Linked DNA regions of Salmo salar: region 1 is linked to region 2. Evidence: chromatin contacts called from public Hi-C data. All regions are on one chromosome and are shown on one strand. The core of a region is the stretch at or near the end of the contact, and the rest is flanking DNA. Distances in the headings are between cores, read along the strand shown. Region 1 overlaps LOC106571204 (serine/threonine-protein phosphatase 2A 56 kDa regulatory subunit alpha isoform). Region 2 holds the start of LOC106571204 (serine/threonine-protein phosphatase 2A 56 kDa regulatory subunit alpha isoform).

Region 1 (5,131 bases), core at 2,309-4,808, 57 kb before region 2:
GGAGCCCCGATTATACATCGGGTAGGGCCTGTTTTTTTTAATCAATAACTAGGGCATGGGCAGGGCATCACTAATTTGATCACTAACATATTGAAGTTGAGCCATTTGCTTGTGCTGTACAGTCATATCTGACTAAGATCATAACATGGTGTCAAAAGCGCTTCAACCTCATCAAATATAAGACAGGAGAGATTATTTCAAAGAAAATAATGGTACTTGAGTTTTATCTGAGTTTAGAGTGACATAAAGTAGCTAACTGCTCTCTCATGTCTCCTCATTCAGCAGAGCAGCCCAAGCAGAGCCGTTGCTATGGATACTCTGACTCTGAGCGCCATGGGCAGAGCGCATGCAGAGCGAGCATAGGGAGCAATGACAGGCATAGGAGCAGCTAATGAATTTACTAATGGAGGAAGTTATTTCTGATTTCATGCCGGGCCTTAAATCTGGCAGAGGTAGGGCCTGAACGCCGGGGGCATGGGTAGGGCCTGAACGCCGGGGGCATGGGTAGGGCCTGAACGCCGGGGGCATGGGTAGGGCCTGAACGCCGGGGGCATGGGTAGGGCCTGAACGCCGGGGGCATGGGTAGGGCCTGAACGCCGGGGGCATGGGTAGGGCCTGAACGCCGGGGGCATGGGTAGGGTAGGGCCTGAACGCCGGGGCATGGGTAGGGTTGGGCCTGAACGCCGGGGGCATGGGTAGGGTTGGCCCTGAACGCCGGGGGCATGGGTAGGGTTGGGCCTGAACGCCGGGGGCATGGGTAGGGTAGGGCCTGAACGCCGGGGGCATGGGTAGGGTAGGGCCTGAACGCCGGGGGCATGGGTAGGGTAGGGCCTGAACGCCGGGGGCATGGGTAGGGTAGGGCCTGAACGCCGGGGGCATGGGTAGGGTAGGGCCTGAACGCCGGGGCATGGGTAGGGTAGGGCCTGAACGCCGGGGGCATGGGTAGGGTAGGGCCTGAACGCCGGGGGCATGGGTAGGGTTGGCCCTGAACGCCGGGGGCATGGGTAGGGTAGGGCCTGAACGCCGGGGGCATGGGTAGGGTAGGGCCTGAACGCCGGGGGCATGGGTAGGGTAGGGCCTGAACGTCGGGGGCATGGGTAGGGTAGGGCCTGAACGTCGGGGGCATGGGTAGGGTAGGGCCTGAACGCCGGGGGCATGGGTAGGGTAGGGCCTGAACGCCGGGGGCATGGGTAGGGTAGGGCCTGAACGTCGGGGGCATGGGTAGGGTAGGGCCTGAACGTCGGGGGCATGGGTAGGGATTAAAATTCATGCCTGTGCAGGCCTCTAGATGTCCTTCCCCACGCTAGCGGACATTACTTTTCCCATTGAGGATGGCCTTTAAGTGTTTCACATCAATTCAGCAATCAACACAGCATTATGGTACCACTACCAGAACAGACATGACGTAAACTACATTGCAGAATAACTAGCCCACTAGGGCTTTATAGAGAAATGAAGATATCTAGGAAATTAGTAGTGAGTGACCAGGTTGCATATCAATAGGTTATACTAACTTTTAATCAAAACAAAGACAGAAAATGAATGACAATTTCAGCTACTATCTTTTTCCCAATGTAGATGAGTACAGCTTGCACTGCAGCTGGGAAATAGAGGGATGCTTCCCTTGCATATAGGGAGATGAAAGCTGCGAGTCTCCTATCATTGTATTAATACCCAGAGAACAGTAGCAGTTTTCTCCACTAATATGCTGAGTGAGGGACGATAAGTAGGCTGTTATCTGCTGTGCGGGTGCTTTACCATGAACACAGTCACAGAACAATCCAAACATACAGGGAGGGTTGAAGGAGAGAAGAGGCTCTCCTCAAAATCTTGGGACTGAAAGACAAGTTTCTGTTGAAAAACTACAAACAACGGACAGGCCTAATCGAATGTAGTCTAGAATGCATGGAAACAGTTTTATTGTATTGTTCAGTCTGCTCTAAAATATCCGACATATAAAGAAGGCCTGACTAACACACTCACAGAACGGTTTAAATTCTGCATTCAAATTTAGGTACCACAAATAAAAGAGATTACTCACAGTGCCTTCAGAAAGTATTCACACTTAAAATGGATTTAACTGACATGTTGTGTCAATGGTCTACACACAATACCCCCATAATGTCAAAGTGTAATGATGTTTTAGAAATGTTTACAAACAAATGAAAAATTAAAAGCTGAAATGTCTTCAGTCAATAAGTATTCAACCCTTTTGTTATGACAAGCCTAAATAAGTTCAGGAGTAAAAAAATGCTTAACAAGTCACATAATAAGTTGCATGGACTCTGATTTGAGTATTTTATGTAATCATTGACCCCAAAAAATGTACAATTAAATCCATTTTAATCCCACTTTGAAACAACAAATTGTGCAAAAAAAACTGTTGTGAATAGTTTCTGAAGGCACTGTAGGAAGAGTTCAACTATTGTACGAACTAAAGACCAGCCTGTTCACAGAGGTAACCCAACCCCTACAACCCGGAGTAGTGTGTGTGTGTGTGTGTGTGTGTGTTCATGCGTCTGTGTGTTAAAGTGAATTTGCGAGGCCTGTAGGCTGTTTCACACAACAACAAAAAGCACAAAAAAATCTGTTGCATTCTGAAAACGCAAGTGTATTGACCATGACATAACATTTCAAGTTCCAACTTTTAATAGACTCGCTGCAGTTATCCGAAGCGTCTCATCAACCCTCCAAATCACTTGTACTCTATCTGCCGGTCTGTGAGGAGGGTGTATGTGGCGGGAGTCTCAGTCAGTGGCATTTGGAAGGTGTTCCCAGCACACGCTCAGCTCACAGCGCATGCTGTGGTCCTACTCGTGTACAGTGTTTGAGCTGAAAGGGGATTCAGCTGCCAGAACCAAATTCTGACCCAAGAAATGCTCCTGCATAGGCACTGATCACCTAGAGATACTAATGACAATTTAAAAAATGGGGGCACTGGAGTCCTGAAATGTTTACTTTGCTCGGGCATGCACCCTTTATGACAAGGAGAAAATAGAGCGCAAAGGAGGGAGATGAGAACTTATGTTGACAACTTTTTGTTATGCGGATGTTTTCACACTGGTTTGTTTGCTGAAGTTCGAACCACAGTTTGATTATTTGTTACATTGTGGTTATAATTAAAAATGTAAAATAATGAAATGAATCAGATGCGTGTGGCGAGCGTGTCATTTTTCCAACGCTCCTATTGTGTTTGTATTTCATCAACAGTGTTGAGTAGGCTACAAGCATATTACGGCTATAATATCGTTCAGACTACAAATGATTGTTGCATGTGATTATAATGACATAGGGTAAAGAAAAGGAAGTATTCACATAGCACTGTCTTGAACTGACCTGCATTTTCCTGCATTCTAGAACACTGAGTGGAGCCATGTATTTATTGTCTGTTTGTTTAATTAAAAGGTGAAATCTATTCTTTTTTTTTTTTTTTAAGATTTTTGTAGGGTCTGTGTTTTGAAAATGCAGAATTTTGAAAGCTAACGTGACCCAGGAGAGCAAATCATATTCATGCTGTGCTGCATAAACACAACTGGCAGTAATTTACAGAGGGGGCGTAGGACAACTTCCTCTTTACTTGATTATGACTAAGCATGTTTCAATATTTTATAATTACCATGGCGAAGGGTAGAGAATAATAGAATCAAAACGGAGGGGGGCAAAGATAAATCCATTAAGGATTCTGCATCAGCCACATCTCCCAATTACAATTCTGTGCTGGAGACTCGGTTTGGAGGCAGGTCATCACCACCACCATCACTGCAGCAGAGGTTTATTTTTAGCAGGGGAGGAATTGGAGTGACACACACGACGACAGAGAGGCTGGCAAGAGTGCTACCATTCTGCACTGTGTGTGTGTGTGTGTGTGTGTGTGTGTGTGTGTGTGTGTGTTGACAACACCCAATTACCTATTGTCAGTTTGACAAGCCACACAGCTCTAAAGGGGTGACGAAGGAGTAAAACATTCTTCAGCTGACAGTAACGCAACTTTTGAGATGCCGAAGAGCTTGCTGCTACTTACTATACCATTTCCTTAGAGTTTAATTGACTATAAAATTAGCCTTGCGACAGGCTCCCAGAGTGCACGGTACACACACTACAAAGATGACGCCATATGTAATTAGCTGGAGCTAACTAACAGCTTGGGTCGCTTTGATCTCCTTGGTGTAAAGAACGCTTTAGAGTCTTCCTTTCACTGGCTGAGGTTTCTAAAGCAACGGGGTGCTGTTGGACACTGTCTTGCATCTCACTGCCTTGGTGGAGGAGGTGGGTGGATGTTAGAGAGAGACAGTGTGCATGTGTGTGTTGGAAACATATATTTTTATTCATGGAAATTGACAGAGACCATCAGGAGAAGAAGAGACATTGGGAAGAGGGAGGGAGGAAGGGAATGGGGGAGACTAATGACTCAGACCACTGGTGTTCAAACAAGCAGCCTGTCACACATCCCTGCCACTCTCACACACAGATAGTGTGTTAAACAATAGCATGGGGGAGTAGATGGAAAATTGTTGGAAGTATGTACTGGAATTACTTTTGAATTGTTTAGCTACTTCGAGAATAACTATGTATGTGCTAAGCCTTTCCTTCACCCAAGTTCATGTCTCATTCAGAATGAAAGCTGCTCAATCTAATGACACTGTAGTGCTGTGCCTAAGAGAGTCGTCTTGAAGACAGGCCTTTAAGTGGTATTCAGGGTGGTATTGCATTTCCTGTCCGTTACTTCAAGGAACCTACTCCACCTCAATAACACCTCTCTGGGTCCCTGGATGGTCTACAGGTGCAGCCCTGCCTCGCCCCGCCGTCTCTGTGTAGTTCCATTCAGGGTTTAATCTGGCCAGATCTCATTAGGTGTGGGGCCGCTCTGCCATGGATACGGGATAAGACGACAGACAACCCACTACAGCCGGTGACAAAGCCTTTTATCTGCAGCTACGACGCTCCATTCACCTCTCTAAGGTGTTCAAGGAGGACTGGACCTTAACCGACAGCCTCAATTAGGGACACCCAACACCAAACTGAGTAAACTAACAGACAGAAAGAAAGAGAAAAATACACATTGGACAATAACTTTGTATTGAACAATCAAATCCTGCTTGGGTTTGTAAAGTGGAGAGTGGGGGACACAGGT
Region 2 (5,456 bases), core at 1,881-4,380:
GACACCTTAAAAAAAGCTAGGGGCGTGGTTCAGAAAACTGGTCAGTATTAACAGCTCCTTCACAGAGTTGCCTGTGGAATGTTGTCTCAGTCCGCTTCAATAGCTGTGCGAAGTTGCTGGATATTTGCGGGAACTGGAACACCCTGTTGTACATGTCGATCCAGAGCAACCCAAACATGCTCAACGCGTGACATGTCTGGTGAGTATGCAGACCATGGAAGAACTGGGCCATTTTCAGCTTCCAGGAGTGGTGTACAGATCCTTGCGACATGGGGACATGCATTATCATGCTGAAACATTAGGTGATTTCGGCAGATGAATGACTGACAATGGGCCTCAGGATCTCGTCACGGAATCTGTGCATTAAAATTGCCATCGATAAAATGCCCGTAGCTTATGCTGACCCATACCATAACCCCACCATGGGGCACTCTGTTCACAAAGTTGACATGAGCAAACCGTTCGCCATACACGTTGTCTGCCATCAGCCCAGTCCAGTTGAAACTGGGATTAATCCGTGAAGAGCACATTTGTCCAGCATGCCAGTGGCCATCGAAGGTGAGCATTTGCCCACTGAAATCAGTTACGAATTCGAACTGCAGTTAAGTCAAGACCCTGGTGAGGACGACGAGCATGCAGATGAGCTTCCCTGAGACGGTTTCTGACAGTTGTGCAATCCTACAGTTTCATCAGCTGTCCGGGTGGCTAGTCTCAGACAATTCCGCAGGTGAAGAAGCCAGATGTGGAGGTCCTGGGCTGGCTTGGTTACACTTGGTTTGTGGTTGTGAGGCTGGTTGGATGTACTGCCAAATTCTCTAAAACAGCGCTGAAGCCGGCTTATGGTAAAGAATTGAACATAACATTATCTGGCAACAGCTCTGGTGGACATTCCTGCAGTCAGCATGCCAATTGCACACTCCCTCAAAACTTGAGACATCTGTGGATTGTTGTGACAACAATAGAGCGGCCTTTTATTGTCCCCAGCACAAGGTGATCATGCCGTTTAATCATCTTCTTGAGATGCCACACCTGTCAGGTGGATGGATTATCTTGGCAAAGGAGAGGCTCACTAACAGTGATGTAAACAAATTTGTGCACAACATTTGAGAGAAATACGCTTTTTGTACATATGGAACATTACGGGGATATTTTATTTCAGCTCATGAAACATGGGACCAACACTTTACATGTTGGTTTTACATGTTGCGTTTATATTTTTGTTCAGTATAGATCAGACAGGCTACATTACAGTTCTCCTGGCTGCCAAGGTGTACAAAACATCACTCTCCAGCTAGGATGAAATTCTCAGAACGCAACATTTCATTGATATGCAGGCTTCTCCTTACCAAAACAAACAATATAAAGTTAATGTAGTAGGCCTATGTTTACAGAGAGCTCTGTAGTTTTCATGGATTCAATACATAAATTAATGCATGTGTCTGGCCTTGGCCCACATGTCTTGTACAGGAAAATAACCAACAACTATCCAGGTGCGTCGTGACTAGTAGTACTGTACAAAATATATAGCTGTCAAAAGAGCAATTACCATGCATAACAACGGTGCTATTTCTGAGTGGAGAAATTGACAGGCAGTGATGGAGATTTCACACCAGCTAAAACGTAGGCTGTGCACAATATACACAAAAGTATCAGCAATTAGATCAATTCTCATTCTCTCGATGTAGCCTACTTTGCCAGGATTGCACTTCAGTCCTCCTTGTGAGCATACATCACAGCTGGGTGCCAAAGAACAGAGGCTGAAAATGCAACTGTCATTAGCTACCCGTTTCATTGACCAACATTTTTATCTCTGTACAGATCGTCTGACTGTACAGATTGGTAGAATATAGTCAATGTCCGACTACGTCAGGTATTGATCACGTTTGCTAGAGTAAACGTGAAGTGTCAACACCCTCACCCTTTCACTTGAGACTATTTCAGGCAGCATTTTTTATTTTCTTACCTTTGAGCTGCGGCAAGGGTGAAAGCTCGGTAAAAGTTTGAGTTCGGAACTGGGACGACCCTTGAGATTTCTTCTGTTTCTGGGCCTTCCTCATTGATTTTCGCGTGAACCCGTCCACTTTCTCAGACGCAGAGATAGCCGACATTTTGAAGCATCAACTGTATCGTAAAAATATTTTTGGACATGTGCACCAACGACAGATTTAGGGTTTCCACAAGTGGGCTATGTCTCCCAGCCCAGGAGCATCAAAATCTTCTGCAACTTCAAATAATGGCGTAAACAGCAAACTTTTAAAAACACCTTATGCTTGTTTGATCCACTGAAGTTTGTTAGTTAATCAGTTTCCACGTAAAGCCCGCATTTTCGTCCCGCTTGTTGAGTCCAGCGAGCTGTTTTGAAAACTAGCTAGCGTTAGCTAACGCTACGCGTATCAACAAGCCAGCCAACTCATGACAGATTTATGAGAAAACGTATCTAGGTTAACGTTAGCTAATAGACTGACAGCAGAAACACTGCCTAAATAAATTGCTGGGTATATTTAACTTGTAATTTCTGCAATATAGCAACCTGTTGCTATAATTGTCATTTTTATAGCTAACCAGCTAACGTTAGCTACTTCAGAGAGAACACTTATGCTAACTAGCATAAAACTAGCTGTCAGTGCTAGCTTTTTAAATGACAGACAAAAAATGCTAATGCTAGACAGCTGGCTGCTTGGCTAACGTTAGCTACCTAGCTAGCTGCTTCGTTAAAACGTACCGTTACCTAGATAATATGAACGTTTACAATTTAAAGCGAACTGTCATGATGAAATTCATACTATTTTCCACAAGAAAAATAAATATTGTATTCCGTGTCTTCTAGCAGCAGTTGGCTTTGTCAAAATGAAAAACAGTCTGGACGAATGAAGTCTGGCAACCACGAACTACTCAGTAACGTTCGTATATCGGAAGAACCACGGCGCCAATGGAGTCATGTTCAGCACTTTCCCGTATCCATTTAGTCGGAAATATCGAGTTGCGCTGAACACACCGATAATCACTTTTTACTGGTGCTCGGACGTCAATAATAACTTTTTCGATTTATTAGATAACACAATTCCATGTAAAAAGCCGCCACACTGCAAACTCGGTGCAACCATTAACAGCTTTATGAGTACATCGTTGTCGGGTTGCATTGCGTGACAAAAGCGTACGTCTTTGACAGACAACTGCAGTGGCCAACCAAAATGTTGAAACAGGCATGCTCGTACCTTTTTTTTTTTAACCAATTGAATTCGACTAAGACCGGGCTCTAAACCATGTGACAATATGCACAGAAAACAAATAGCAGTAAATTGGCAACTGGAAACTTTTATAAATAGGCAGGATACTGTGTCCATATAAACACAAATTGTTAATATTGTCATTTCAGGCAAGTGATTCTTTTGAAGCCAGGCACAGGTTGCAATTACATCAGTTACTATATTTATCCATCAGGAGGATACACTAACATCCAATTAATGTCACCTATATTTGCAGCAGAGATCCAACAGTGTGGTGTGACGTTAAAAAGACTGTTTAACCCCACAATCATGTGATCCTCTGAATGTAAGCGCCCAGCACTAGTAGCATGCTAACCTTTGCACATGTGATCACATGCAGAGAGCAGAAGAAAATGTTCTCATGGAGGCACTAGCTCAGACATCCATGTTTCAGACAGACATAAAAGAATGTTGCAGGTTGACAGGACTACAACCTATCATGCATTCTTAGTCTCCTTTCAGTAAAAATTCTCATTGTGTATGTGAAGACAGGATTAACACAGTGCAAACACATGTCAAGTTACAACAACAGAAGTGGAAAGTATACTGGAAAAACAGGTTGGAGACCAGTGTCAGCAACCTTTGAACAGCATTGCATGGGCTGTGAACTGTTATAATGTAGTACTAACAACACTAACTCACCCAAAGTTTGGTTTTAATGTACTTTTCTAAGTATTGTCATGTCTAGGGACTTGCTTTCTGCATTATCATCTAAATATTTTGTAGGGAAATCTGACATTAGACTTTACTAATGGTCATTTTAGTCTCATGCCCTTTGTGAATACTCATGACTTAAAGTGTGATATGGTAGTGACACAGCTAATTATTCAGAATGGGGAACCAAGACTGGAATTCATACTTGTGCAGACATAAATGGTGTAGGGTGAAGTTGCCCCTAGATGCATTTAATGGTTAAGGTTAGGATTGGTGGAGGGGAAGCGGATCATTGTAGACAAAGTTTACGTACAAAATAAAGACGTGAGAACAGGAATCTCTTGTAAGTTTGTCTTCTATGTTGAGTGGACAACTCATTGTAAGGATCCTCAAAAATGGGTGCAATATTGGGTATATTAAGGTTAAGAATCAACCCTCATATATTTAAAAAGATTTCTCTATGTTGAACAGTGATCCAAATTAAAATACATATATAGGAAATATATATATTTTTTGTTACAAATATAAATAATGTCTCTCTGAATCAGCACTGAGAACCATTTCATTCCAAGCTGATCACTCCCGAGTCCTTCGCTGGAACTAGGAAGATATTTTCTTAATGGATTTCGGTGAGCGCATTGCCCAGGAGGGAGAGGACATTGCCTGGGAGAAGGAAGGAACAGGAGAAAGGTAAATGATAACGGTTTCCTGGTTATACAGTAAGAGACATCAATGTTTTTTCTACATTGGGAACACCATGTGTTATCATATGAAAAACACGTCCAAGAGATAGCGCAAATCCTGTTAAGAACATCAGTAGACTTCATACATTTCTGGTCAACTTGTAACTTAGGATCTTGTGTATACCGGTGAGGTCGGTATCCTGCCATCTTGCCTCTTGGGGGCACTGGTGCTTCTGGGAGTGCTGCTGGGTTTTCCCACACCTTTCCTCAGCTTCTGGCTCATTGCTGACAACCAGTCTGCCCCTTCTGGAGAGCTGTTCTCCTTATCTGCCTGTGTGGCTGGGACAGGCCTCTGGTCCTCCACCTGGAGGTCTGCTTTTCCCCAGGCCTCGCTCCTCTCTGTGCCCGCATGAGGTGGCTCCTGGTTAGGGCAGCACACTGCTGCTGGTCCCCGGCTCCTCTTGGCTGCGGGGTAGAGCCCTGTGATGCAGTCACAGTCCCCCGCCGCCCCACTGTCACCATTCTCCAGCCGGCGCTCGGCCGTCCTCTCCGAGGAAAGGGTAAGGAGGGGACAGGGGCTACGCACCTTGCGGAGAGGAGGGGTGATCTGTTCTCCGGGAGGCCGGGCAAACCAGTTCCTGATGGAGGGCGTTTTCTGACATATGAGGGTGGCCCTGGCGCCATGGGCCTGAAGGGGGGAGGCGGCGGTGGTGTTGGAGGCGAGAGGCAGGTCTGCTCCTCTGGGGGCGCAGGCAGCAGGCTGGGGGGAGGCCAGGGCCCCCAGACGCCTTGGCCGGGGACTCTTGGCTGGGGTGCACTCCGCCTGGTTCAAAGGCACTGAGAGAGAAACAGA

Evidence for each region. A called contact is a pair of places that touch in the nucleus more often than the background predicts.
Region 1: a contact with region 2 is called in a Hi-C map of blood, with 4 times the contacts expected there. The contact joins the enhancer-like site here to the promoter of LOC106571204 in region 2. A contact is called at or near these places in 2 of 3 Hi-C or Micro-C datasets (blood and gill).

What each region holds. Positions count from the first base shown.
Region 1 is chrssa15:29,073,233-29,078,363 of Ssal_v3.1, reverse strand. All of the region lies in intron 2 of LOC106571204 (serine/threonine-protein phosphatase 2A 56 kDa regulatory subunit alpha isoform), which reads right to left. Among protein-coding and RNA genes, the nearest start is that of opn8c, 40 kb to the left of the region's middle. Within about 2 kb of position 3,558, at least 2 of the 13 cell types and tissues checked have an H3K27ac peak or open chromatin away from gene starts, as enhancers often do.
Region 2 is chrssa15:29,015,645-29,021,100 of Ssal_v3.1, reverse strand. LOC106571204 (serine/threonine-protein phosphatase 2A 56 kDa regulatory subunit alpha isoform) reads right to left here and starts at 3,130. Exons shown (of 13, transcript XM_014143986.2): 1 at 1,964-3,130. The coding sequence starts at 2,108. It overlaps dtl (denticleless E3 ubiquitin protein ligase homolog (Drosophila)), which reads right to left. Exons shown (of 15, transcript XM_014143985.2): 14 at 4,750-5,440; 15 at 3,296-4,583. The coding sequence ends at 4,770.